Linked DNA regions of Mus musculus: regions 1, 2, 3, 4 and 5 are each linked to region 6. The links are chromatin contacts, called in public HiChIP or PLAC-seq and promoter capture Hi-C maps. All regions are on one chromosome and are shown on one strand. Each heading gives the region's core, a stretch centred on a gene start, on an enhancer-like site or on the middle of the called end of the contact. The rest is flanking DNA. Distances are from core to core; before and after follow the strand shown. Region 1 holds the start of Arhgap4 (Rho GTPase activating protein 4). Region 2 holds the start of Pdzd4 (PDZ domain containing 4). Region 3 holds the start of L1cam (L1 cell adhesion molecule). Region 4 overlaps Mecp2 (methyl CpG binding protein 2). Region 5 holds the start of Renbp (renin binding protein). Region 6 holds the start of Gdi1 (guanosine diphosphate (GDP) dissociation inhibitor 1).

Region 1 (4,499 bases), core at 13-2,512, 390 kb before region 6:
TTTCTTTTGAGGGAGGCTGGTGAGAAATAATAGCCACAAAGGCTGAACACCCTGAGTGAGCAAGGGCCATTTAAAAGATATTCTAGGGCCAAACTCCAATTTCTCTTGATGGGAACTAACCGGCCTGTGTTTGCTGACTGAAGACATTTCAAGGTCCTTAGGCTTCAGGACATTTTGAGGAAGTAGGATGGAATCATTGTCTCCATCTGCTGGCTCACCCTCTGCAATCACCTCAAGCTGCCTCTGGACACCAAGATGAGGAGGTCTGGGTCAAACTTTCAAAGGCAGTTATGCTCTCCACTATAACAGCAACACATCATGAAGATACACTTTGTTATAAGTTGCTTGCACCAAATAAGTACATTGGAATTTCATCTACAGGTTGGAAAACTCCAAGGATCATATTATTTCTTCTCTTATGAGCCATTGTGCTCTGTGACAGGTAAGTCACTGTGTTTGTATCCAAAGTCTTTGGAAATAGGAAGAGAGCCAAGATATCTGGAAGCAACAAGCAAGTGGGGGTGGGGGTGGGGGTGAGGGAGGTTAGACACTGCCTCCTTTCCTGTGAAAGAGTTACCTACCACACCCTGAAGAAATGAAGCTGTCAGCAAAGAACTCACAAAGCTCATTTGCATGTGATTTGCATAGAAGTGTTTGCCCAAATCCAGAGGTCTAATAGCCTAAGGCTGTAAAGCCATCCCAGTTGAATTTCTCTAACCCATATTCAGTCTCCTAGCTTGACCCAAGACCAACCACCCTAAACCTGCAAGCTAATACAGTGCCAAAGGGAGGTGAAGGTGCTAAGAATTCATAGATTCTAGTGGTGTTAAGAGTGAGGTGTCAGGCTACCAACAAAGTCAAAGTGGCCCATTATACTCCAACTAGAAAGCCACCCTCTCAGTCTGTCCTTCCCTCGGGCTACCACAGTCATTGCTGCCTGAGTGAGCAACAGGCGACCCAAGTTGGCTAAGGAGGCGAGAGGGAGGGCTTGGGCAGGCAGTTGAGGCCAAAGAGGCTTCAAGAAGCAGGGCTTGGACTCCCTTCTCCACCCTGCTCCAGGCACCCCTGAGATCAGCAGCGGACACTTGGGGTCTCCCCTGTAAACCAGGACTAAAGCACCCTCTCACCTTTGACCTGTGCGTCATACTCAGGTTGTAGCCCCCGCTCCCGCCGCAACTTCCCGTGCGCCGCCATGGCCCAAGGCCGTTCGCGACTTCGAGTCCCAATGCTCCCACGCGGAAGCGAGGCGAGACCGCCAAGTGCAGGGACTAGGGGCGCCAAGGCCAGCACCCTCCGCGGGCCCCGCCCCGCCAGCCCCGCCCCCAGCACAGTCCCCGGAGGGGCGGGGCGACTTGGACCTGGCACTGCCCGGGTGGGCCTCTGAAAGTCTAGGCACCCCTTTTCAGGCTCATCTCTCTTGAGACAAGTTGCTCCTCTACCTAGATACCTTGAGCCCAAAGAGTCAACATAAAGCAGCAATGCAAGACAACCTCAACATGTCTGGGACCACCTGCTGCTGTTCCTCATTATCTGCAGAAACCTATCTGTGGTTCCCATTGTCAGACAACACCCCTATGGCCACTAGCCCTCAATACTAATGGACAATGGCACCATAGCTGCTCCAGGCTCCTAGGTGGTCTGCCTCTGAAGCCTTCCTGGACATCAGATGCCACCCTCCTTCCAGAGTCATAGCCCATAGTGAGGCCTATGGGAGTTCAGACAGCTGAATGGGAAGTTGTAGGCTTATGCTCTCCCTGGGCCCCCTGAGGGGGAGGGAGCGGGGTTCAGCTACAGTTCCCCTTCTACTCAGCCCCAAAGGAAAGAACTAGCCTCATTTCCCCATAGGTAGTTACCACTTCCTGCTGCCGGAAGAGATTATTTTTGTCTCTTTTCCCTTCCATCTTGCACCTGTAGGGACCTATACCAGTGGGGGCTTTGAACCAGCCTAGAAACAACTCCTACTGCCTCCTTTATCCAAGGATGATGGTGATTTTATTCACCCCCATCAACTCTAAGTCATAAGGCAAGATCTACTTATTAATTTGTCATGTTTTGTTTTGTCTCATTCACAAGGCTTCACTTTGTAGCCCTGGTTGGCTTTACACAATCCAGGCTGGACTCAAACTCTGCCTCTGTCCCAAGGGCTAGGATTGCATATGTGCACAACCACAGCAGGCTCTTCTAGTCAATTAGGAAGGCAGGAGGCAGGTGACAAGCCATCTGTCTTTAGTTCATTGGAGAGAAAGCCCTGGGGTATACAGACTGTGGGCGATAGGCAAGATAACTTACAAAACATGCTTGAAGGTACTAATACAAGGGCATCCACACCTGTACTTACATGCATGGATGTCAAAGTGCATGTGAGCACTTGTAAGCCTGACATGGAGATTTGGCAGGAGGGAAGACTGTTCTGGACTTTCAACTGTGTTCAATCTTTTTTTTTTTTTTTTAAGATTTATTTATTGTTATATGTGAGTACACTGTAGCTGTCTTCGACACACCAGAAGAGGGCATCAGATCACATCACTGATGGTTATGAGCCACCACGTGGTTGCTGGGATTTGAACTCAAGACCTTTGGAAGAGCAGTCAAAGCTCTTATCACTGAGCCATCTCACCAGCTTCAATCTTGGTTTTTTTTTGTTGTTGTTGTTTCGTTTTTGGTTTTTTTTTTTTTGGTTTTTCGAGACAGGGTTTCTCTGTGTAGCCCTGGCTGTCCTAGAACTCACTCTGTAGACCAGTTTGGCCTCGAACTCAGAAATCCACCTGCCTCTGCCTCCCAAGTTCAATCTTGTTCTTGATCTCCATTTGCTCCCAATACCAAAGCCCTTCTCTAAGATGCTGTTGGTGCTCACAGAACCTTGAAGAAATGGTCTAGAAGCTAGCTAAATGTTGGCAAGCCCAAGTCCTGGACTTCCAGAAGCTGGTCTCAGAAGTAGCAATGTTGGAATCTTCCACCAAGGTAAGCAAGCCTGTATCGTTCTCATAGCACATGAATGAACATCCATCCTTATGAACTTGCTTTGTCAGGACATTTATTTCAAGAGTGCCTCATACTAAAGTAAATCAGGCACCAATGCCTTTATTAGTTAAAGCAACCCACCCTACCTGTCTTCCCTTCTTTCTGACCCTTAACTAATCCTTAGAAGTCACCCATCCAAGCAGCAGAGCCAGACCAGGATTCAGGCACACAAGAAATGGCTACTGAACTAGCCTTCAAATATTCTTAGTCCTTAATCCAGAAATCTGAACGGTGCCCCATTCAGCCCTTTGCATGAAACTGAGTGAAAAGCAAAACAGAAAACTTAGTGACTGGCTGTTTTCGGGACACTTGCTTGGCATCTGAAGCCATGAGTGAAACTGCTTCTGTTCCTTTAGCTCTTGTTCCTTTTGTTTGGAAACAGGGTCTCACTATGTAGGTCTGGCTGTTCTGGAACTTACTATGGAGACCAGGCTGGCCTCAGTCTGCCTCTGCCTCCCAAGTGCTGGGATTAAAGACGTGTGCCAGCATACCTGGCCTGTTCCTTTTTGGCTTTTTTTTAAAAAAAAAAATGAGATTTCTTCATTTAATTTTATGTGTATATGTATGTGTAACTTGTATGTGTGCATCAGAATCTCCAGATTCTGGAATTACGGATGATCATGAACATCCATGTGGGTGCTGGGAATCAAACTCGATTCTCTACAAGAGCAACAAGTGCTCTTAACCACTGAACCATTTCCTCAGCACCCTTCTTGGCTTTTTGAGATAGGGGATCTTTCAGTAGCTCTGGTTAAACTAGAACTTACTATGTAGACCAAGCTAGCCTTGAACTTCTGCCTCTAAGTGCTGAGACGAAGCACAAAAAGCACTACCCCAGCTAACTAGCTCCAGTTTTGAGAATCTAAAAGCCTGAAGGACAGAGTGGGAGTGGGTGGGTGGTGGCTTAGAGGCAAGCCAGAGTTGCAGAGTGATTTCCAGGCTGCATGAAGCTATAGAGACCCTGTCTCAAAAATCAGATAAGCTGGGTGAGGGGATGCTCACCTAGAGGCAGAGATAGGGACTATATATGGAGATTGTCAAAACAAACAAAACCAAAACCCAACAAGATAAGTAATGGAGGTGCTTACAGTGGTTAAAGAGCTCTTCCAGGGGACAGAGTTCAGTTCTTAAAATTCAAAGGCTGCTCACAACCATTTAATACTTCACTTCTAAAACACTATCTTCTCTCTCTCCACCTTCCCCCCCCCACTAAATCTTTAAAAAGAGAGCAAGGGTTATATATACAGGGTTATTTCTTTATGACAGGGTATCACAATGCAGGCCAGGCATTGAAATGTTTATATTCAGCATGAAGTTATAATGGCCAATATATTTAACTTCATACACTTATCAGAATACACTTAGAGCTGCCTGCCTATCTCTGGAGCTCTGCAAAACATTTTTGAATATGTGGAAGGATGTATACTTGGTCCTGAGGGATGATGACCACAGGGCTGATAAGCTCAGACTGGCTGGCT
Region 2 (4,008 bases), core at 1,286-3,785, 480 kb before region 6:
TCAGCCTTCCTGCCCATTGAAACCTCAATGGAGGCAGTCCTAGTTTTGAAATCCAATGGGTTCTGCTGAACCTATTTTGTTGGTACCCAGAGCTAGGTAATTTCAGATTGTTTGTTTGTTTTTGAGACAGGGTTTTTCTGTATAGCCCTGGCTGTCCTGGAACTCACACTGTAGGCCAGGCTGGCCTCGAACTCAGAAATCCACCTGCCTCTGCCTCCCGGATTAAGGGCGTGCAACACCACTGTCCGGCTCTTTTTTTGTTTTGTTTTGCTTTTTGTTTTTCGAGACAGGATTTTTCTGTAGTCCTAGCTGTCCTGTAACTCACTCTCTAGACCAGGCTGGCCTTGAACTCAGAAATCCTCTGGCTCCCAAATGCTGGGATTAAAGGCGTTTGCCACCACTGCCCGGCTTAATTTCAGAGTCTTATTCCAATAGGTGTGGCATTGAGCAGGTGAGAACTTCAAACAGTAGGAACAAGAGAGGAGAAACAACACTGATGTGGTCTGTTTGGCTTTGTGCAGACAACAGGAGACCACACATAGTCAAATAGAGAAGACCAGAAACGCCAGCAGGCTTGGACAAGACCACCCCCAACCTGGCCCTCCATGCCCACCCTCTCTTGCACATTACCTCTTATTCTTTCTAATAGAGAAGGTAAGATCACAGCAAAAATTTTGGGCTCCCGAGGCCACCTCAATACCACTACACTACTATGATTGACACAATCTCCCCTTCTACTCCCGCCACGTTCCTGAAGGTTTTTCCTCTATTCATCCAGGAACCTACAGGTTCTCCCCCAGCCAACACCTGCGCGCACTAATTCCCTGGTTCTGATCAACAAGTTCAATAGCTGGGGCACAAGTCACTAGACTCACCTGTCTGCTCCCACTTTGGCTCCTGGTCCCGACTCCCTCTTTTCTCTACACTCAGCCCTAGTATATTTCAGTGCACATCATCCTGGACACATTTCACTAAAGTACTCTCAGGGTGCACACACAGAAAGTATAGACGCGCGGGGCTGGCAAGCCTCGGCGCACACACAGACGGGGCACAGGCACGCACTCACGTAGTCACGCCACGCACAGGCAAGGAAACCCCACTCGTGGCTGAGAAGGTGGCTCAAGGTGCAAGCGGGCAGCAGGGTATCTCCTGCCGCCCCGCACGCGTCGCTCTCAACACCCTCCTTGTCCTCAAGGCCCAACAGGCCAAAGCGGATGCCAACAGGCAGAGCACGTGCTGGGCACCACCGATCGATCCCCGCGTCACCCACTCACCCAAAATGCCTGAGGCCCTGAAATCGACAGTCGTGACTTAGTCTAGAGAGTGGATGGGAAAATGGGTACTCAAACCCAGCTCCATTGACGACGTTTTAAATCTGGCCTGCCAGGCCCGGGATTCGGCCTCTGTCCCGCAGGCACTTCACTGCTTCTTTGGGTCAGGCTCCAACCCTGGGACCATGTGCCGGGAATCCAGACCGTTGCTATGCAACCTCCATCCCGCGCGGGCCACTGAGCGCCTCACTGTCCCGGGACAGAATCTTAACTTCCCACCTGGGCTGATCTGGACACATGGTTAGTGGTCGTTACGCACTCGGAGTGCCAGGTGATGTGCCTTGAACACCTACATATCTTCTTCACCCAGTTCCTTCCATCCCTGGATGGTTCCCACAGGGCGCCAGCACCCAGCAACCCATAATCTGAGGGCGAGATCAGCTCCCTACCTTTTTCTCTCGAGCCCTCTCGCCCTCCCACACCTGCCTTTCTTGACTCTACCTGGCCCTCCCCCTCGGGGTTTACAGTTTTCCTAGGTCCGGCTGCGACCCTCTCCCCAGCAGCCCAGGCGCCCTACCTGAAGCATCACTTTGTACTGCTCCTCCGGTTTCTGGACCACACACATATTACATCCCATGATGCTGGCCGGCGAGGGAAAGAGGAGAGCGGGAAGAGGAAGGTATCTTTCACTGGCCAGTGCGTGGGACCACGGGTCCCGGGCCTGGGCCCGGGGCCATACCTTACCCCGGGGGGCCGAGCCGCCTAGCGGGGGAGGGGGGCACGCCCCCAAGAGGAAGGCAGCTCCAAGCCTCTCGACTTAACTCTTTGCTGGCCGAGGCCAGACACAGGCATGCTCCTTCGCACCCAGCCAGGGGAAAAAAAGGGCGGCGGGGGATGGGCGGGCGCGCCGGGCGTTGCCTGGCTACGGCCCCCCCACCCCAGGAGGCGCGGGAGCGCGCCTGCCCGCCGGGGCCGTCAGGGGCTGTCAGGGGCCGTGGGCCACACGGCTCCCCGCCCGCGGGGCCGGCCGCTGCCGCTGCCTTTGCCGCTGTCGTCTCCAGCTCCCGCCCATGGCCATCAGCCCCGGGAGTCCAGCCTCTGGGCTTGGCGACGTGGCCCGGCCCGCCGACGGAGAGGCGGCCAGGCCCACGCCAGCTGTAGCCTCGCAGGGTCCCGCTTCTCTAGCTCACGGCGCTCTCTCAGAGCCTGGCCCACAGCCGGTCGCTTGTCTCCAGCTCCTGCCTGGAACACCGGAACGCGCGCGCGCGCGCCCGCAGCAACAGCGGGGGAGGTGTGCGGAGAAGGGGCGCACGCGCGTGGGAGAAGCAGAGGCTGGGTGCGGGCGGGAGCGGCAGGGGGCCTCAGGAGTCGGCGCAGGGAGCTGAGGGCGGGGCCTGAGTCCCTGAGACCAGATAATGCCAATGTCCGAGGGCGAGGTGTCTAGTGGACCTGTCTGCTAGGTGTGTCCCTGAGAAAAGAGGATCCTGTCTGAAGAAGAAGCTTCCCTGGACTCCTGAAGAGAGTTCAGGGCCTTGGTCTCAAGGAGAGGCTATTTCACCCCTTTCCCAGGTTCTAAATGTATCAGCCCCAATGTCTGTACTCCTTCCTCTGTCTCTCTTTAAAGACTGGTTCCCTGCTTTAACTGAGCCATTCCCTTGCTATCTCTGAAACGGATACCTTTGTTTAGAAGAAAAACGTGGGGGTGCTGTAGGTGGCAAGAGAACTACAGAGAAGCCTCATTCTTTGGGGCCTTTATGGGCACCCCCCTTGCTTGCACTGAAACCGCTGTCTGTTTCTCAGTTCCAGCCTTCCCTCCTCACACTTCTCCTTTAGCCTCTTCCCTCCCACAGGCTGCCCCTCTTCTTGATAAACCAGAGGAAAAGATGGCCTTTGGCTAGATAACAATGACCGATTGAAAGCTAGGTTCCCAGAGGCTGCCTGAGAGAGCTGCTTAGCCCTCTTACCTGCAGAAGATCCTTTGATAAAATTGTCTGGTCTTTATCTCCAGGCTCTGGCGAGTGAGGGGATTTATAACAGCATAGAAATGTTTAATTAACAGTATTGGGGGAGGCTGCTTCAATACTTTTCCTTTCCACCCCCACTTTGGTTCAAAAGACAGAAATAGGAATAACCTGAAATCCAGAAAGGAAGTATGAGTGCTTATAAACTGTCTTTCCCAGAAAGCAAAACTTGAGCCTTTCAGGAGATGACCAGTAGATCTTCCTGAGGAATACCCTTTTTGAGAGCTCAGTACAAATGTCTGTGGATGGGAGGCACTGTGTTTAGATCAGCCCCGGGGAGAGGAGATGGACCCTAGTCCTTCCACCATGGTTACTGCCACAACAGCCCCCTCTGCCCTGTAATTTGAGCTTCCTCATGCCTACAGCATAAGATCTAGATCACCTTACTTCAAGAGCAGTCTCTTAGAAATATCCTCTCCAAATCTTTTTACCTTCTAATTGTATGTATTTCACCAAGGTCCTGACCAGTCATCAAAAACATTTTCCCCCAGCCTAGCCCACAGAACTTAGCACAAGTCTTTCTTCCTTCCTTCCTTCCTTCCTTCCTTCCTTCCTTCCTTCCTTCCTTTCTTCCTTCCTTTCTTTCTTTCTTTCTTTCTTTCTTTCTTTCTTTCTTTCTTTCTTTTTTCAAGACAGGGTTTCTCTATGTAGCTATAACTGTCCTGAAACTTGCTCTGTAGATCAGTTTGGCCTCCAACTCAGAGATCCTCCTGCTC
Region 3 (4,169 bases), core at 1,099-3,598, 420 kb before region 6:
GGAGAGGAGAGGAGAGGAGAGGAGAGGAGAGGAGAGGAGAGGAGAGGAGAGGAGAGGAGAGGAGTGGTGGCTGAAGCTCAAAATAGGTGAGGGCCAGTCAGTTTAATGATCAACAGCCAATATGTCCTCTTCACCCTGCTTAGCCAATCATGGAAAGTGTTTCTCATGGAAAGTAGCTATCTCTCAGTGACAGAAGAGTACAGACTTGGAAGAAGCCAACTGGGGAGCATAGCAGGACTCCCCTGTCTGCTAGCCTTCCTTCACTGTCTTCTTTTTTCTCTTCAAATTATCATGAAGGAAATAAACGGGAAATCTGTATTTCAAAAGGACAAGGATGGTATTGGTGACTGGTTACTTACATGTGCATTCTGGCCCAAGCAAGCACTCAGCAGTGAAAATCTATCTAGCAAATGGCTACCCACTCATGGATACTCAGTCCCTGGGCAGTCATTCTGTGAACAGCCCCCATGCCTGTGCATGGTGCTTTGCAGAAGGCTAGAGGCTGGGCACTGGGGGAGGAGTCTCTTGGGAGTAGGTAGTAGCTATCCAGGAGTGCTGTGCTGTGATGAATGTCAAATGTGTTTCCCCCTCCTTGGTAATCAGATCACAGGCAATTCCTAATTTCTTTTGTTCTCTATTTCAAATGTATTTCAGTAAGTTGCTCCTGTGTTTTTCAAATGTACTATAACAAAATATCAAGATATATTGCTTTGGGGATTGTACACACAAAAAATAATAGAGAATGACAGACTTTGGAATACAGCAAGGAGGCAGAGAAGTGGGGAGTTCCCAGTCCCAGCCCTGTCACCAATTCGCCATGTGGCCACAGACCCTTGAGGGTGACTGAAGGATTAGTGCCTGAATGGTAAGCAAGTATATACAGTGCTGCGTAGATGTTGGGCTAGGTAAGAAGCTAGGGTTGTCAAGTCCCACCATCTGCAGCAAGGGGTCCATCAGAGCTGAGGCCTTGGGCAAGCCCCACCCTAGCCACCCTACTAAAGGACCATAAAGGTGGGAAGAAAGGCTGCTGGATCTATTCACCACAAGGGCCATGTGAGTCAGCAAAGACAACACTGGGCTGCTAGTAACCGCTACCACTGGAGTTGCATTAATCAGGATCAAGACATCTACCTGAAAGGGGTGCCAGGCCCCCAGACAGATGGTGGTCCTGCCTCCCTGAGACAGATGGATAGGGGTTATAGACACTAGATCAGGAGGAGCAGTGGGCTATATCTGTTATTCTTTTCATTTCCTATCAATCAACACCCTAAAACTCTGAACCAGATAGAAGGGAATAAGGTATGGAAACGTCCCTCCTCCCATAATTAAACAGAGTATAAAACAATGTCTAAAATCGCTCCAGTCTCTACAGAAAGAGTCCCAGGCACCTTGCTTCCAGAAGTCCCTTGTCCTAAGCCAATGAGGCCCTTCTTCCCTTATTTTTACCTGATGGACCCATGGTCCACACCCATGTGCATCCACAGGCACATCAGTGAGTGCCCAAAACCATCTCTCTTAGTGTAGTCTTTATTGGCCAAAGAACCTAAGGGAGGTTCTGTGCCTGAGAGGAGACTGGTTTTGCAGTGCATTTGAGGGGATCCCCGGAGGGAATTTGGAAAGGAGGAGGTGAAGAACAAAGCCCCCTCCCCACTTTGGGGTGGAGGGGCAGGCAGCGCCCATCCATCCCTGATCCTTCTCCTCCTCCCATTACCGGAGGAGCTTCGCTCAATCTCCCCCACACCATGCTAGACACTGGCTTCTCCCCCACCCCAGCCGCAATCAGGACTTTAGATGGGGATGAGGAACAGCCACGCCCAGAGCCACACCCCACAGCGGTCGACTGGGTTAGATGGACGTTCTGCTGGGTTCACATTTCCTTCCTCACACGCATACACCCACAGGGATATGCCAACTTCAGCTCCACTTGCCCATACAGAACCTGCCTGACCACTCCTGTGCCCCTCCCTAAGCATGCATTTGGGGAGCCGCCCAGTTACCCCTCACCTGTCGAGCTCTGGCACCTAGCCACTTTCTCCAACCCCATTCCAGATCGCAGGGCTCAGAGCTCGGTGCCTAGCATGCATGGGTGGGGCTCCAGCCTTCCTACCGAGGAGGCACGAAACCCACTCCCTCTGAGCCTGAGGCGGGCTGGGTCTGGAACGTAGATGGTCGCTGCTGCGGTCAAGGGGACAAACCAGCCCACCTTACCTGCGCCGATCAGGTTGCCAGCTCAGTCTCTGTGCACGCCGACCTCGGACCTGCCACCCAGCGATGCCGCTGCCGACGCGATGTTGCTGCTGCTGCTGCTGCGGCGGCGGCGGCGGCGGGCGGGGCAGCGTGCGCGGGGAAGTGGGGGAGGAAGAGGGAGGGGGAGGTAGTGAGATCACCTCCCCCGCAGCAGGCCCCGCCTCGCCACACCCTCGTTCCTTGTTTCATCTGAACCTGGCCGCAGAGCCCCGCGCGTGATAGGGACCTCGTGGGGGGGGGGGGTCCTCTTCAGGAGCTCCAGCAGTCCCAGTATCCCCGAGATGAGAGTGACCCCCAACCTCACTATCAAGGATCCCCGCCGCCCTTGAGGCTTATATTGGAAGTCATTTGCAGAAGTATTCTCGGGATCTCGGGGCTGGACAGTGGGGAGAGGATCCAGACTGGGAACCAGATTACCTCGCCTCCACTTGGCCTTCGAGGGCTCTGGCTAGTAATGGGCATTCATATACCATTAGGTCCGGGCCGCGCCCTGGTCATGTGTTTGAATGTATCCGCACTCTCAGGGCAGAGCGCCTCTTGGAACCCCTGCCCAGCCACGACGCTAAGCCAGGGCTCTTCAGGGATGTACGCCTGAACCTGAGTCCCCAGCCTGCGAAGGAGGTGTGGCGAGGCACACCATACAGTCCCTCCTAAACACTAGGTCCCAGATTAGGCTAGAAGGGAAAGTTCTCAGAGAGAGCGCCCTTCAACCTGAAACCCCCTACTTCTGATCTTCCTCCCACTTCCCTCCTGCTCAGTGCCTTATTTCTTTGTCCTCGGGATTGGCCTCTTTCTGACCTTTCCTGGTCGACCTACTCTCGCTTACAGCCCTATGGGGAAAGCTTATGGAAAGGAGATTTTCCCAGTGGCGCCCCCTCCCAGGCTTAGGGCTGTGACCTCCCAAGCGAGGCGAAGCAGAGGGGGCTGGAATTCCAAAGTGAGTCCAGCTAGCTGAAGCTGCAGGGCAAGGAAGGCCTAGGGCCCAGATGGCAGATTGCAGCCCTGGTAGGTATGGTATTTTTATGAGCATGCCTGTTACTCAGTGAAGCATTCTGTAGGTCCTCTGCTCAGCCTGCCAACACTCCCCCAGTGGTGCAATGCCCTGATCCCATGAAAACACTTTTGGCACTCTGGCCTGGTTTCCCTTCTCATATGATCACCTCCTGCCAGCTTCCTTCCCATGAAAGAAAAACTTGGGGATGCCTGCTAGCACTCTGTGAAAGTCTGGATGTCTTTCCAGACATCCAAAGTGTACCATGGAGTCTTTAGGAAGAGTCATCTGAATGAAGTGGAGGCTTAAGCAAAGAGCTCAGAGGCCACTACTCCTTCTACAGGCCTGCCACTTGGCTCAGATGGATTCAGAATGAAGCTGCGGACCGTACTCATGAAGCTTCACTGGTTCAAATCTCCAGGAGACAGCAGAGGAGACTGAGCCAGGCAGCTAGGTCACGAAGCCAGGGGCCTTTTTAGCTGGGCAGAGAATGGTATTTTCCATGAGGCACTGAACTGAGATCAGTTTCATGACTGCACTGATGTAAGAGCGATAGGCCACAAAATTGGCCTCTCCTCTCCAGCTGCTCTCTTCACTGCCTTACTCCCAGACTGCACCCCAACTGGACCTAGTCTAGGGTTGATGCTGTTCTGGAACTTACTTTGTGGCTCAGTTTCATTTTAAACCTACATGCCCCTGTCTCATCCTGCTGAGTGCTAGGATTATAGGTGTTCACTATGTCTAGCTCTGTTTGCGAAGCCTAGACACAAGTTTTATTTCATCTCTCAAAAATCTTTGTCTTTTAAGTGTCAGCACTTGGGAGGCAAAAGCAAGCAGATATCTTGTAAGTTTGAGGCCAGTCTGGTTTACAACGTGAGTTCCAGGCCAGCCAGGGCTGTAATACAGAGAAACCCTGTCTCGAAAAACAAAA
Region 4 (4,612 bases), core at 969-3,468, 260 kb before region 6:
GGAGTGGAGGTATACAGATTCAGGAAGCTCATTGATAAACCATGTTTCAACTGAGAAAGGCAGAAGAAAGTGACAGAGCAGGACACCTGATATTCTCTTCTAGCTTCTACACATGTACTCAGGGCTACACAGACCTGCACACCTACACAAACATAAACAAACCATCTATATACAATTTAAAAAATTCCCTGATTATCCATTACACTGGCTATTAGGAATAGTGTTTCTATGAAATATTCACATACAAGTTTTATGTGAACATACATTTTAGTTCTCTTCTACCTATAAACCTAGGAGTGATTACTACAGTACATGGTTACTCTTATGTTTAACCTTCTGAGAAGCTGCCAGACTGCTTTTCCTTTAGAGGTACTTCAAATGTTCTGGAACTAGATAGAAGTAAAGTGGGGTGGCAGAAATGCTTCTTGAATGCTCAGTAGCTAGTGGTGGGTTTAAATAGAAGTGATCCTAGAACCAGGGTATGGTAGTACATGCCAGTAGTGTAAGACTTTTAGGAACATTATGTGTTGCTTCATCTCACTCACTCATGCATTATCCAATGTCCCTTAAACATCAATGTATCTTGTTCATGCTTACACTTGGGCCATCAATAAGACTCTACCTGCATAAAGCATCTGTTGCTGCTTTTTCTGATATGGTTGGTATTCCAAAATAAAAGCTTTGGTAAACATAAAAGATAGATGCCAGGAGCTAGGGAAGACTCATCAAGTAGCCAGAAAGGCTCCAGAACAGGGGTAAAATGGCTACTCTAGGACTCACTGGGAAATCAGGCCAAGATTACAAACTTGGTAAAGGCAAAAGATTCAGGTAGGGTGTCTTTCCCACAGACTGACCTCATAAATGAGATAAGAGGGAAAATGTCAGAATCACTGTTTATACAAACATTTTCCATTCATTCATTCATTCATTCATTCACTCACTCATTCATTCCTTCTTTTGAGATTCAGATTCAGGAAGCTCATTGATAAACCATGTTTCAAGGGAGAAAGGCAGAAGAAAGTGACAGAGCAGGGCACCTGATATTCTCTTCTAGCTTTTGAGAAGCCTATATTATAAGCAACTTCTGTTTCCTCACTTTCCTTTGGGCCTTTGATTCTGTGTTCTAACAGGTTTCTCCTCCTCTTCTTGTAGTTCAGAGACTGAGGAAAAGGAGGTCCAGTGACCCGCCCAAATTTGGATCCATCTCTAGGGGAAGCTCCAAGGCCTGACACTATTACTGATACTATGGTGTGCTTACAGACAGGAGCCTAGCATGGCTGCCCTCTAAGAGGCCCAAAAAGCATCAGACTGAGACAGATGCAGATATTTTTTTTTCGAGATAGGGTCTCTCTGTGTAGCCCTGGCTGTCCTGGAACTCACTCTGTAGACCAGGCTGGCCTCGAACTCAGAAATCCGCCTGCCTCTGCCTCCTGAGTGCTGGGATTAAAGGCATGAGCCACCACACCCAGCTCAGATGCAGATTCTTACACCCAACCAATGAACTGAAGTCAGGGTCTCCTGTAAGGGAGAGGCTGGAAGAAGTTCAGGAGGAGGGTAGCCCCATAGGAAGACCAGCAGTCTCAACTAACCTGGACTCCAGAGATCTCTCAAGACACTGAGCCACTGACCAGGCAGCATACAGCAGCTGATATGAGGACCCCAACACATATACAGCAGAGGACTCCTGGTCTGGCCTCAGTGAGAGAAGATGCACCTAACCCTCAAGACTTGAGGCCCCAGGGAGTGGGGAGGCCTGATGGGGTAGGGACATCCTCTTGGAGACGGGGGAGGAGGAATGGGATGAGGAACTGTAGGAAGGAGGATCGGGAGGGGGATAAAAACTGGACTGTAAAAAAAAAGATTAAAGATAATAAATAATAACAAATGTATTTATACATATGCCCATGTTTGGGTTTGTGCATGTGTGGCTGGAACTGGATTCTCTGGAGCTGGGGTTACAGGAGACAAAATCTGCCTAATGTGAGTGCTATAAATTGAAGTCTTGTCCTCTGCAAGAGCAGCAAGCTCTCTTAACTGCTAAGCCATCTCCCCAACCCTCTTCTTGGTATTTTAAAGACAAGAGTCTCTTTAACCCTAACCCTAAAATCACTCAGTAAGTAGACACACTCTAAGTCCTTTTGCCAATCTGATCTGGGGCAGCTGTCCTTGCCTCTGCAACTCTGCTTGCAGGAAACACTGGGCAGAACTTTGGCTTTGGAGCTCATCTTTCTGGCAGCCTGCCCACTCCTCTTATCAGGTGAGGGAACGATGGCAGAGCCTGATCCACATCCTTGCACAGGAGTTCTTTTTTTTTTTTCCATTTTGATAGCTACACAGTCTTTATTATAATCATTCAACTTATGAGCTGTAGCAGAGACATAGACAAAAACAATGCATAAAGAAATGGATGAGCTGAGTTCTAGTAGAATTTTATATGCAAAAAACAAGCAGTGGCAGGCCAGGTATGGTGACACATAACTATAATTCCAGCACTCTGGAGATTGAGGCAGCAAGATCAGAGGTTAGAGGCCAATCTGGGCTATGTAGCAAGACTGTCACAAATAAACCAAATCAAATCAGGCAGTGAGCCAGAGCTAACTCTAGGGATGTGGTTCACCAGCTGCTATGTTAATTGAAGAGAAGCTACGTAAACAAGCAACTGGTATTTTCAGTGATTATAGAAGTTATTTGGCCTCCACTCAAACTCCTAAGGTAGAGCGAGAAGTTCTCCAAACACAAAATGTTACCTGGAGACTGTGGAGTCACAGAAGAGGTACAAGATAACAGTTTTCTAAAGAACTGAACATAATGTCAAAAAAAGACGACTTGTTACTGGCCATAACAATGTGAAGGTCCACTGGAGACTGATAAGGCCAATTCATGGAACACAGGAGTGTTTATATGTCTTTATAAAGTTGATTACAGGAGGTGAGGGACCCAATTATAGGAGGTGAGGGAAGGGTCCATGAACAGAGAATGCTGGGAGAGTTTGATTAAAAGGGGACAGAGTAGAGATTAGACAGAGGCTAAAGAAGGTTTGCATAGCTAAGCAGGAAATTCTAAAACACATTTTTATGGTGATAAGTGTGATTCATGAGAGGAGAGAATACAAATGAAGTCCCAGGGACATGGAAGAGCAGTAGACACCACAAGCCGGACAGACAGGAAATCCTTGTCATCATGAGGTCTGCATTAGGCTCTATGGGTGGAACAGGTTTTAGTTATGACAAAGTCCAGTCCTTGAGTATGAGGATGTGTGCCTGAGGTCACTGGAATGGAGGTGGTCAAGGAGATGGAAAGTCTGACACTAGGAAGGTTGTCAACATGTTCAATATAGTCACCTTCAGGATGAGAGGGGCTGAGACAAAGAGATAGAAGCTATGGGTGTAAAAATGTTCTGTTTCTAAAGTACACAGGATAGGAAACAATCAACCAGCTGCTGTTGGAAGAGGGGCAAATTTGGCATGAGGTGTGGGTGTACAGAGAAAAGGGACTCTAACCTGAATAGGGAAGAGTCTAGAAAGAAAAGCAAGATTCACACTAGAGGGGCCTTGGGTTTAAAGCAGGGGAGAGATCAATCTGACTACAGAGATTGTGTGAAAGCCAGGTATCTATAGGAAAGCTTACAAGGTCACAGGAACCCTCAAGAGGGTGTTTGGTTCAGGACAGTGGTAGAAGGGCTCAAGGGAAAGATGGGAAAAAGAGAAGGACAGTATGGCACAGCTTGGCAGCTCCCTAAATATTGGTACTGTAGGGATAGGCAGAAGAGTGTCCAGCCTGGCGGACTGAAAGCAGAGCACATGTCATCTGGTTGTGTGGTCTTATTTACCCAGTTTGTTCTGAAGAAGCCTGGTGGGTCGTAGGGCAGGCAGTGAGTTGAGAAGAGGCAGAAGAGTACAAAACAAAAACAACCCCAAACCAAAGCTTTATCAGGTACTATTTTTGGGCCAAGGAAGGGCACAAGGAGGAGGGGAAAAAAAAACCAGAAGGTAGTGGGGGAGAGAGATAACAGGCATACAACATACACCTATGTGAAAATATCATAAAGAAAACTCATTATTTTGTAAAATTAATATATGCTAATAAAAATATTGGTAAAATCTGACAAAATGCATACTTCATGTTAGCCTCTTTCTACCATAGAGTCAAACAAGTCCTTGGTAATTTCTTTCAGTGTTCTCTATGACTACCTAATGGGATGTCTGCTGAAACCCAAGCCTGTTTAGGGACTGACAAGAGGCTGAGGATGACAGCAAGGCCCATGACTGTTTTATGTAAGGTCACAAGTAGTTATCAACCAATTGCAAGGACTGGTATCACTATATTAGGTTCTTTCACCATGATGCTATTGAGCTACTACATGTTGGTAATGATATAGGCAGAAAGGAGCCCTTATAAACTTGTCATAATTGGGGTTTCTACTGCTATGAAATTTATTGCACTGTGCTACGCAATGTTTAGACTAAGATTTTTTGATTACAATTTCTAAAAATATGATAGTTAATGAGTTAATTCATTAGAATGGTAATTTCTTCTAAAATGTCTTAGGTTCTTAAATGTTTAAAGATATCCTTGCATATACATGCAACACCACACCAAAAAAAAAAAAACA
Region 5 (4,079 bases), core at 778-3,277, 370 kb before region 6:
CTGCTCCAGAACATTTTTGGAATGGCTGATTGTCTCCCATGAACCCAGTAGGTTCTGATCCTTCTTGCTTAGGTCTGGGTCTCTCAAGTGAAGAGGGTAAAACCCTGAATGAGGAGACAGGCAAGACTGAGTTTGATGCCACAGAGGCATCAAAGGGAAGAACATAGATCAAGACCTCCTTTCCATAGCTCAGAATGTGTCTGTTGCTCTGGCCTCTTCTGTCTTAGGACACACCCATTTCCGCCCTCAGCAAGCTGGGCTCCACCTTCCTGAGGACCCTGGGTTGTGCCTACCTGGACATGCTGAAGAATCCTGTGGACACACCAGTCCCCTAGTTCTGCATACATGTTGGTCAGCTCCTCATCTTCTTCTCCAAGCTGCTCCACCAGGCTGAGCAGCATCATGGGCACTGCCATGGGCTCTGTGGCCAGTGCCCCTGAGAGCTGAGGCCGGCCCAACCCAGCCGGGTCCTCCCGTACCCAGTGGATGATCTGATCCATCATCTCTATGGCTTCACTCTGTGAGGAGACCAGAGAGGCTGCCCTGTCCCAGCACATACTTCTTCCCCCAAGGACTCAGGGCTCAGCTTCTTCTCCCAATACTATTTTCGGGGACTCTGGGATTCAGGTCACTCTCAGGCAGAAGGGCCCAGTGAAGAAAGCGAAAACCTTTTCTACCTGGACACAGGGCACTGTTTGCCCAGGGTCCCTTTAGGGTTAGGGTTAGAGAGCGCTGAGGAAACATGTGGTCACAAAATGGTAGGAAACGAGTAAATGGGTCTTGTGGCAGGTTCCCAGGCCTGTCATTAGAGTACACTCATGTCCAACAGCCTGTGATCCCCTACAGGCTCCTACATACCTGATAACGCACTTCCCCCGTTACTTTCCACAGTTCATTCATGGCCATGGTGTAGAAGCACTCGCTGAAAATGGTCCGCTGCACCTTCACTGGCCGGCCATCCCGAGTCAGCACAAAAGCACATTTCTTGCCAGGTGGTGCCACCCGGGCATAACGCAGCAAAAATTCACCACCTGGTGGTTGGAAAGTATGCATGGTAGGTAAGGACTCTGAATATACTGCCTCTTGGAACCTGCCAGTCCCTTTCCTCTTCTAGAGCCCTTTAGATACATTGAATACATAACCCACTGAAGCCCCTGGGGAGATAGGGCTAGGAGAGGGGACCTGCTCTTGCTGCATCCAGAAGCTCAACACGGCGGAAGCGCTCAAAACTGCGGTATAAGCGACAATACATCCATACCTGTGAGGGAACACAGTTTAGAGAGGAGTAGCTGGGGTGGAGGGAATCCTAAGTATCCCTGGGTATACCCTATTGTTGTGTGAACACCTTAAGTGTGCAAACTGACCTGCCTCCCCTGCAGCCAAACATATTTGAGGTGATCATATACCTTCCCATCACGGCCAAGACATGTGAAGAAGCCCCTGTGAGACAAGTGTTGTCAGAAAGTGAAGGAAAGAGCCGTTCTCCATAGCTTCACTACTCTCCTCAGGTCAGTAGATCTGTGTGTCACCTCCAAGTGAGATAGGGGGAGGGGGGCCCTAGGAGGATCATGGCAGGATAGCTAACCCGTGTTCCTGGTCATGGGAATGCTCCATCCAGAAAGCGATCACACGATCAAGCTCTTGTTCCACACGCTTCTTCCAGACCTGCAGTGTCTCCCGTTCCTTCTCCATGTCCTGTGAAGTGAATCAGGGCAGAGCAGGGAAGCACAGCTCTTCCTTCACAGGGACTTCCTGAACCAACTCGAGTAGGCCCCAGAGCTACTTGATTCCACCCCACCACCACAGGGCCTCGAGCCAAGGATACAGTACTCCCACCTCTTCAATGGGCTTCTGACCCCACCATTAGTTGGAACCATCCACTACCACATACCTGTAACATTAGGAGTCCTAGGTCCATCATCTGCTTTCCTCCAGGAATTCAGACTTGGTCGCGATCCCGTGACTATCACTCAGCTGACCGAGCAGTGTCCCACCCACCTGATCCTCTTCAGAGTTCCGAAGGGCCCCGAGTTGGGGGCGGGACGAAGGGCGGGGTTTCAAACCCCGCCTTCTGCTCTTCTAGGCCTGGACTGAGCAGTCAAGCTCTAGATCCCCCTGGTGGGAACTGGGTGAGGAAGTCTGGCCTTATGAGGAGGGAGTAGGTAGGAGACTGAATCTGGGCCTGGCAGCTGAGGCTGGTGATCTCAACAGATTGTGAAGTTAGGGTGCCCCTGGAATGACTGAATCCTGAGACCCTGTGACCCCATATTGTCGGCAAGCCCTTTCCTTTAGCTTCAGCTGTCTGAGTCCAGTAATTTACAACCATTAGCCCTGGTTGCCAGTTGCTGGATACTTCACCCCCAAGGATGATTCTGGAAAAACAGGTGATAACCATGCAGAGTAGAGTGGGCATCCTCCAGCTCTCTGGCCCTTCCTCCTAGGTACACAGTATAGGTTGGCTCTGTGACAGGCTGGTTAATCTGTTCCCCATTCTTGCTACCCACTGGGCACCCTCATTGCTCAGCAGAATTCTGTGGAGTGAGAATTTCAACCAGAATGCCAGAGGTACTTGTTCTGATTTTCTTTTGTCTTTTTTTTAAAACATTTTTTAAGATTTATTTATTATTTATTATATGTAAGTACACTGTAGCTGTCTTCAGACACTCCAGAAGAGGGCGTCAGATCTCATTACGGATGGTTGTGAGCCACCATGTGGTTGCTGGGATTTGAACTTCGGACCTTCAGAAGAGCAGTCTGGTGCTCTTACCCACTGAGCCATCTCACCAGCCCTTCTTTTGTCTTTTTTTATTTGTTTGTTTGTTTTTTCGAGACAGGGTTTCTCTGTGTAGCCCTGGCTGTCCTGGAACTCACTCTGGGGACCAGGCTGGCCTCGAACTCAGAAATCTGCCTGCCTCTGCCTCCCAAGTGCTGGGATTAAAGGCGTGAGCCACCACTGCCTGCATTTTCTTTTGTCATTTTATTTTATGTTTCAGTGTTTTGTTGTTGTTGTTGGTGGTGGTGGTTTATTTTTTGTTTGCTTTTGCTTTTGCCTCTATGTATGTCTGTGCACCACATGCATGCAGTATCCTTAGAGGCCAAAAGAGGGTATTGGATCCTCTGGACCTGGACTTACAGCTGGTTGTGAGTCTCCACGTGGGTTCTGGAAATGGAACCTGGGGCCTCTGGAAGAACAGACAGTGCACTTAACTGCTGAGTCATCACTCCAGTTCCTTGAACATGTTCTTAATGATGGACTGCAACCCAGGAGTGTAAAGTAACTAGACTTCCTGACTCATCAATGCTGCTTTGGGAGTTGGTCAGTAAAAAGAATTCAGTTTCTAGATATGGTTATGTTCTTGTGCTACCTGCCCCTTCCCAGCTGTGTGTTGACTCATTTCGCAATGACTGCTACTTTCCAGGTTATGGCTACTGGGTGGCTCTGCAGGTTGTAGAATGGCTCTTTCATCCTGAAACACTTCATCTTTATGGTGTTTAGGAATAAGCCTGATCTCAGTGTCTGTTAAGTATCTGCTGAAGCTGCTCTGTTCATCTTTACCCTTAGCCTAGGTCATGCCCAGGGACCTTGGCTCTGTATCCAGGAAAGCTTGCATGCTGTTATTTAAGCTGTATTTATCCATCTTCATTGTCTCCCAGCTTCTCTTACACACATATCATCCCTTTCAAGCTCAGCCAAGTTAAGAGCATTGGTATGATAGAATGGGTGGTTCCCTGGCCCTGAGTCTCATGGGAATAGGGTGATGCAAAGCTATGATGCCTTTCTCCCCAGGAGCTCAGTTTGCTAGTTTGTTTGCAATAGGGTCTCATGTATCACAGGATACCTTGAACTCTATTAACCAAGAATGGTTTTGAACTCCTGCTCCTTTGCGTTCACCTCTCAGGGCTGGGACTACAAGTGTGTTGCATCACATCCAGCTTCAAGCTGCACCAAAGCACTTCTGATATATTCCTTTAAAATATTTTTAATTATATTAATTATATGCATGTACGCATGTGTCTGTGTGGGTGGGTTGTCCATGGAGGCCAGAGGCATTGAATCCTCCTGGAGCTGCTCAATGAAG
Region 6 (4,047 bases), core at 1,232-3,731:
TGACCTCCCTCACCTTTGGTGTGGAGAATCTTAACTTGACCGGCTCCTTCTGGAATGACTCCTTTGCCATGTAAGGGTTATAGGAAGAGAAGGAAGGGCTATCCTATCACACATGGTCTTCCTGTCACTGTGAGCTCAGTACAGGACAAGGATGTGGGATTATGTTTGTGTGGTATGTTCACCAAGGACATAGATGTCACAGTATCGCAGGGTGATATTGCTGGGAGGTTACTGGTGAGGGAGCCTCTTAAGAGTTTGGCCTTCTCATGTTTTTTTAGGTATTGGTTGTTGGGTCCTGAGCTTTTATTACCACATAGTCCCTTGGGATCCTGGACCGTTTTTGAACCCAACCCCTGGGACTGCATGTAGGCAAATATCAAACCAACTGTTAAAACCAGTCCTAGGTTTCCTACCCTTGAAACCTCAGCAGGCAGCTGAATAACCCCAAGAAGGAGGCCTAGGAACCAGAGGAAGGAATCCTAAGTTGGAGATGTGAAACCTAATTGTTTCACAACTGCTCCTGATTTGCTTATGACTGGAACTTTACTTTTCCCATATGGTAAATGGGGACACTGTATTGGCAGGTGACTATAAGGATGGATCTAGGGCAGCTTAGGTTGGAGCCAACCTGATGAGGACCTTCTTAAGATCCTTCTAGAGCCTGACAGTACTCCTCTGCCTTGTTCCATAGGCTTTCACTGACCTATGAGCCACTCTTTGGTGCAACAGTGACATTCAAGTAAGTTCTGTTGGCTGAAGTTTGTCAGGGCTGGCGTGTCTTCACTCTGTTCTGTTCATCTGACATCTCTGCATCCCCTGCCTCCCAGGTTCATTCTGGCTAGTCGCTTCTATCCAGTGTCTGCCCGATATTGGTTTGCCATGGAACGACTTGAAATCCACAGCAATGGCTCTGTTGCCCATTTCAATGTTTCCCAAGTCACAGGACCTAGCATCTATTCTTTCCACTGTGAGTACGTCAGCAGTGTGAGCAAGAAAGGCAATCTCCTTGTGACCAACGTGCCCTCAGTCTGGCAGATGACTCTTCATAACTTCCAGGTATTGAAAGGGTGATGGGCCCCAAGCTGGTGGCAGTAAGGGGAGGGAAGAAGGGCCCAGAGAATCTCAGTATGGTTTGAGCATGTAGCTGAGAGTTCCAGCCTTGTGCAGTCTCTGAAGGTATAGATTATTCATTGATTCCAGAATCCCAGCTCTTACTGTGTGTGGAACCTTGTGGAACCATCTGATCCATGTCAATGTGTCTCCTAGATCCAGGCCTTCAATGTGACTGGTGAACAGTTCTCCTATGCTAGCGACTGTGCTGGTTTCTTCTCTCCGGGCATCTGGATGGGTCTGCTCACCACCCTCTTCATGCTTTTCATATTCACCTATGGTCTGCACATGATACTCAGCCTAAAGACCATGGATCGCTTTGATGACCACAAGGGCCCCACCATCACTTTGACCCAGATTGTGTGACATACACCTGAGAGGAATTGAGGGAGTATTGGTGTCTAGGTTGTCATGTTTCTGTTTTGTGACACAGTGGATGGAAAGGTTTGTCCTCTTCCTACTATAGCATGAACCCTACATACGCCACCCTCAGTCTCTCTTGCTTCCTCTTTAACCCGGAGAGGGACTCCCCTGTGGCTATCCCCCATCTCTACCAACAAAGTGTATTCTTCATAGATATTAGATAAATCTTCCAGGCTTCATCATCAAGAGGGGAAGGGACCTTAATTCTAGGGTCTCCCCTTTACCCTCTCTCCTTATTTATTCTTGCCCCTCTGCTATTATTCCTTGCTGTTTATAGTGCTTTTGTGTAGTAAATGCTCACTCCCCAAGCTTTATGGAGCTTCCAGCAACAGCCATGAACTTGAGGTTCCTTGAATTTGCGAGGTGTGGAAAGACTACTTGACTGTCTGTCCAGCTTAGCTGTTATGTTTTTTGGGGGGGAGGGGTGATGTGTTAAGAGTGAGTGGTACACTGGGGTTTATTTCTGTGGCCTGGGAAGGAAGAAACCATCACGAGGATTGGTGAACAAAGTGTGCTCACTGGGTTTCTGGATTATTCCCATAAAGACTGCCTGTCAAGAGGCCGGAGGTGTGTGTGGGGGGTTGCTCTGTTGTTTCCTTCCTAATAAAATAAAGACGTGTTGCCTTGTGTTGGGCTTCGTGTCACTCATTTCTGCACTGAACAGTAGATTTTTTTTTCTTGACTGAAGGGAAGAAGTGCTCAGATGTAGTCCAGTCATGCAAGAGGTGAGAGAGGAAGGGTGGGAGGGTCTTCAGTAAGCTGATACTCTTAACAAACCTACTTAGAGTAGAGGCTTGTTACTTTTCCTGGCCTTGGGAGGAATCCTGACAATGGTAGCTCCGCTACTGTGCAACAACACACAGCAGGGCTTCCATACCTTGTGTTTCTCCCAGGGGGCGGTACGGGAGCGCGCGGGGCGGGGCGGGGCGCGCGCGGCTCCCGCGCAAGGATCTTTCGGAGGACTCAGCACCTGCTGCCGGCCTGCCCCGCCCCGTATTTTTCTGGGCTCACGAAGAGCCCCGATAACCCCTGCAGTCATTCTGGTGCTGGGACCCAGGTGACAGAAGCCCTCCCAGAAAACAAGCAAGGAAATGATGACTGGTTGGGCGGGGCGGGGCCAGCGGAGAGAGAGAGGGACTCATTAACGCTGCGTAGGGATCAGGAGACAACCGACAGACGCCATCTTTGGTTCAGTGCGGCGGCAGTGACAGAAGCAGCGGCAGGGGCAGCAGCAGCAGCGGCAGTAGCAGCAGTAGCAATAGTAGAGGTAGTGGTAGCGGCTGCTGTGGTGAAGGAGGAGGAGCAGAGCGGACGCTGGTACCAAGGCCTGATCATGGATGAGGAATACGATGTGATTGTGCTGGGGACAGGTCTTACCGTAAGTGCCACTTCAGGCTCTCATAGCCCTGCATCATGCCATCCCTCCCCACCCCACGCCATCCCTCCCCACCCCACTCCATCCCGCATTGATGCAGAGTCCGGTATCCGATCCATCCTCCCATCATCCTAGCTCCAGCCCTGGGAAAACCAACCCCATGCCCAACCCACTACCTCACCCTAGGATGTCGATTCCAGTTCCCAATTCTCTGTAGAGGGCCCCACTTTGTCCTGTGTTCCTGCACTCTAGTACTTAACCTCAGACCCCTATTCTTCCCTATCTCTATCACCGAGGTGGAAAACTCACCCCCCCACACACACAGTGGAACCATTGCACCCAGCCCCCACCCTTTGCCTGAACTCATCACCTGCTCCAAGGCCTTGATTAGCATCCCTTACCATCTTGTGATCAAACTAGGGGATGGAATATGAAGATGGGTATGGGGACATTACAAGGGTGGGCCCTCATCATGCTTTTCTGCTTTTTGGGATGGGATAGGAAACCCATGGAATGTTCCAGAGACAGCAGGAGTGTGTGTGTGGGGGGTGTGGGGGGGGGGTAGTGACCACTTTACCTCTGCCCCAACTTGGTTTCCCATGGAGATCTCAGACTGAATATATATCCTCAGCCTTTGTCCTTGGGTTAGTGACTGACTGGTGAGGGTGTTTGTCTCTTCCCTGCCCCCGCCCCCCCCAACCCCCACCCCCGGCCTAAATCTTTTTAGTTTGAACCCTGAGTCTAGACCAGTGGATAGGGCCAGAAGAGAGTCAGGGGCTCCTGCCCTTTGAAGGAGGAGCAGGGTGGGGCCTGGGATTTCAAGGACTTGGCCTTCTCTTTCAAAGGTCCTTTGAATTGGTTCTTCTTGTAGACTCATTGTCTTTTTGTGGGCTCAGAGAAGTAGATACTTCTCTTGGCTTGTTGATGCTGGAAGACTTGGAAGCTGAAAGCTCTGCCCCCCAAACCTCCTTTAATGCTCCAGTAGTTTACTCAGCAGGGTTGTAAAGGAAACATCATATGAAGCCATCTTCTCCTCCCCAGTTTTAGGCACTGAAAAGAGCTGCATTATAAAATTGGTGGTGGGCATGAAGCAAGTTGGAGGGTTATGGGGTATAGCTGCAAATGTCACTCCTTCCCCA

The links. Promoter capture Hi-C pulls out the DNA fragments that hold promoters and counts their contacts. HiChIP or PLAC-seq counts read pairs in DNA pulled down with a chosen protein or histone mark. Capture Hi-C pulls out chosen DNA fragments and counts their contacts.
Region 1: a contact with region 6 is called in a promoter capture Hi-C map of adipose tissue. The contact joins the promoter of Arhgap4 here to the promoter of Gdi1 in region 6. A contact is called at or near these places in 4 of 39 promoter capture datasets (cranial neural crest, embryonic stem cells, liver and 1 more), 3 of 484 Hi-C or Micro-C datasets (CD4 T cells, CD8 T cells and regulatory T cells), 2 of 115 datasets of contacts at active chromatin or transcription factors (memory CD8 T cells and regulatory T cells) and 3 of 9 other capture datasets (adipose tissue, liver and pancreatic islet).
Region 2: a contact with region 6 is called in a promoter capture Hi-C map of hippocampal neurons, with 2.5 times the contacts expected there. The contact joins the promoter of Pdzd4 here to the promoter of Gdi1 in region 6. A contact is called at or near these places in 3 of 39 promoter capture datasets (cranial neural crest, frontonasal cranial neural crest and hippocampal neurons).
Region 3: a promoter capture Hi-C map of hippocampal neurons shows a contact between it and region 6, with 4 times the contacts expected there. The contact joins the promoter of L1cam here to the promoter of Gdi1 in region 6. A contact is called at or near these places in 5 of 39 promoter capture datasets (cranial neural crest, hippocampal neurons, liver and 2 more).
Region 4: a promoter capture Hi-C map of liver shows a contact between it and region 6. The contact joins the enhancer-like site here to the promoter of Gdi1 in region 6. A contact is called at or near these places in 2 of 39 promoter capture datasets (cranial neural crest and liver), 1 of 115 datasets of contacts at active chromatin or transcription factors (cardiomyocytes) and 3 of 9 other capture datasets (adipose tissue, liver and pancreatic islet).
Region 5: an H3K27ac HiChIP or PLAC-seq map of microglia shows a contact between it and region 6, with 8 times the contacts expected there. The contact joins the promoter of Renbp here to the promoter of Gdi1 in region 6. A contact is called at or near these places in 6 of 39 promoter capture datasets (the C10 cell line, cranial neural crest, embryonic stem cells and 3 more), 4 of 484 Hi-C or Micro-C datasets (CD4 T cells, CD8 T cells, forebrain and 1 more), 4 of 115 datasets of contacts at active chromatin or transcription factors (astrocytes, memory CD8 T cells, microglia and 1 more) and 4 of 9 other capture datasets (adipose tissue, embryonic stem cells, liver and 1 more).

Annotation. Positions count from the first base shown.
Region 1 is chrX:73,910,036-73,914,534 of GRCm38.p6, forward strand. Arhgap4 (Rho GTPase activating protein 4) reads right to left here and starts at 1,263. Exons shown (of 22, transcript NM_138630.2): 1 at 1,128-1,263. The coding sequence starts at 1,194.
Region 2 is chrX:73,822,434-73,826,441 of GRCm38.p6, forward strand. It overlaps Pdzd4 (PDZ domain containing 4), which reads right to left and starts at 2,536. Exons shown (of 8, transcript NM_001029868.2): 1 at 1,849-2,536. The coding sequence starts at 1,908.
Region 3 is chrX:73,878,486-73,882,654 of GRCm38.p6, forward strand. It overlaps L1cam (L1 cell adhesion molecule), which reads right to left and starts at 2,349. Exons shown (of 29, transcript NM_008478.3): 1 at 2,209-2,349.
Region 4 is chrX:74,043,058-74,047,669 of GRCm38.p6, forward strand. The region is part of intron 2 of Mecp2 (methyl CpG binding protein 2); the gene reads right to left. Among named protein-coding and RNA genes, the nearest start is that of Mir718, 21 kb to the left of the region's middle. Within about 2 kb of position 2,219, at least 12 of the 459 cell types and tissues checked have an H3K27ac peak or open chromatin away from gene starts, as enhancers often do. A contact at or near this core is called in liver, where this site is marked.
Region 5 is chrX:73,928,823-73,932,901 of GRCm38.p6, forward strand. Renbp (renin binding protein) reads right to left here and starts at 2,028. Exons shown (of 11, transcript NM_023132.3): 1 at 1,892-2,028; 2 at 1,586-1,695; 3 at 1,365-1,440; 4 at 1,183-1,258; 5 at 859-1,031; 6 at 294-518. The coding sequence starts at 1,921.
Region 6 is chrX:74,302,531-74,306,577 of GRCm38.p6, forward strand. Gdi1 (guanosine diphosphate (GDP) dissociation inhibitor 1) reads left to right here and starts at 2,482. Exons shown (of 11, transcript NM_010273.4): 1 at 2,482-2,911. The coding sequence starts at 2,867. Atp6ap1 (ATPase, H+ transporting, lysosomal accessory protein 1) reads left to right here. Exons shown (of 10, transcript NM_018794.4): 7 at 1-70; 8 at 692-739; 9 at 828-1,056; 10 at 1,267-2,191. The coding sequence ends at 1,476.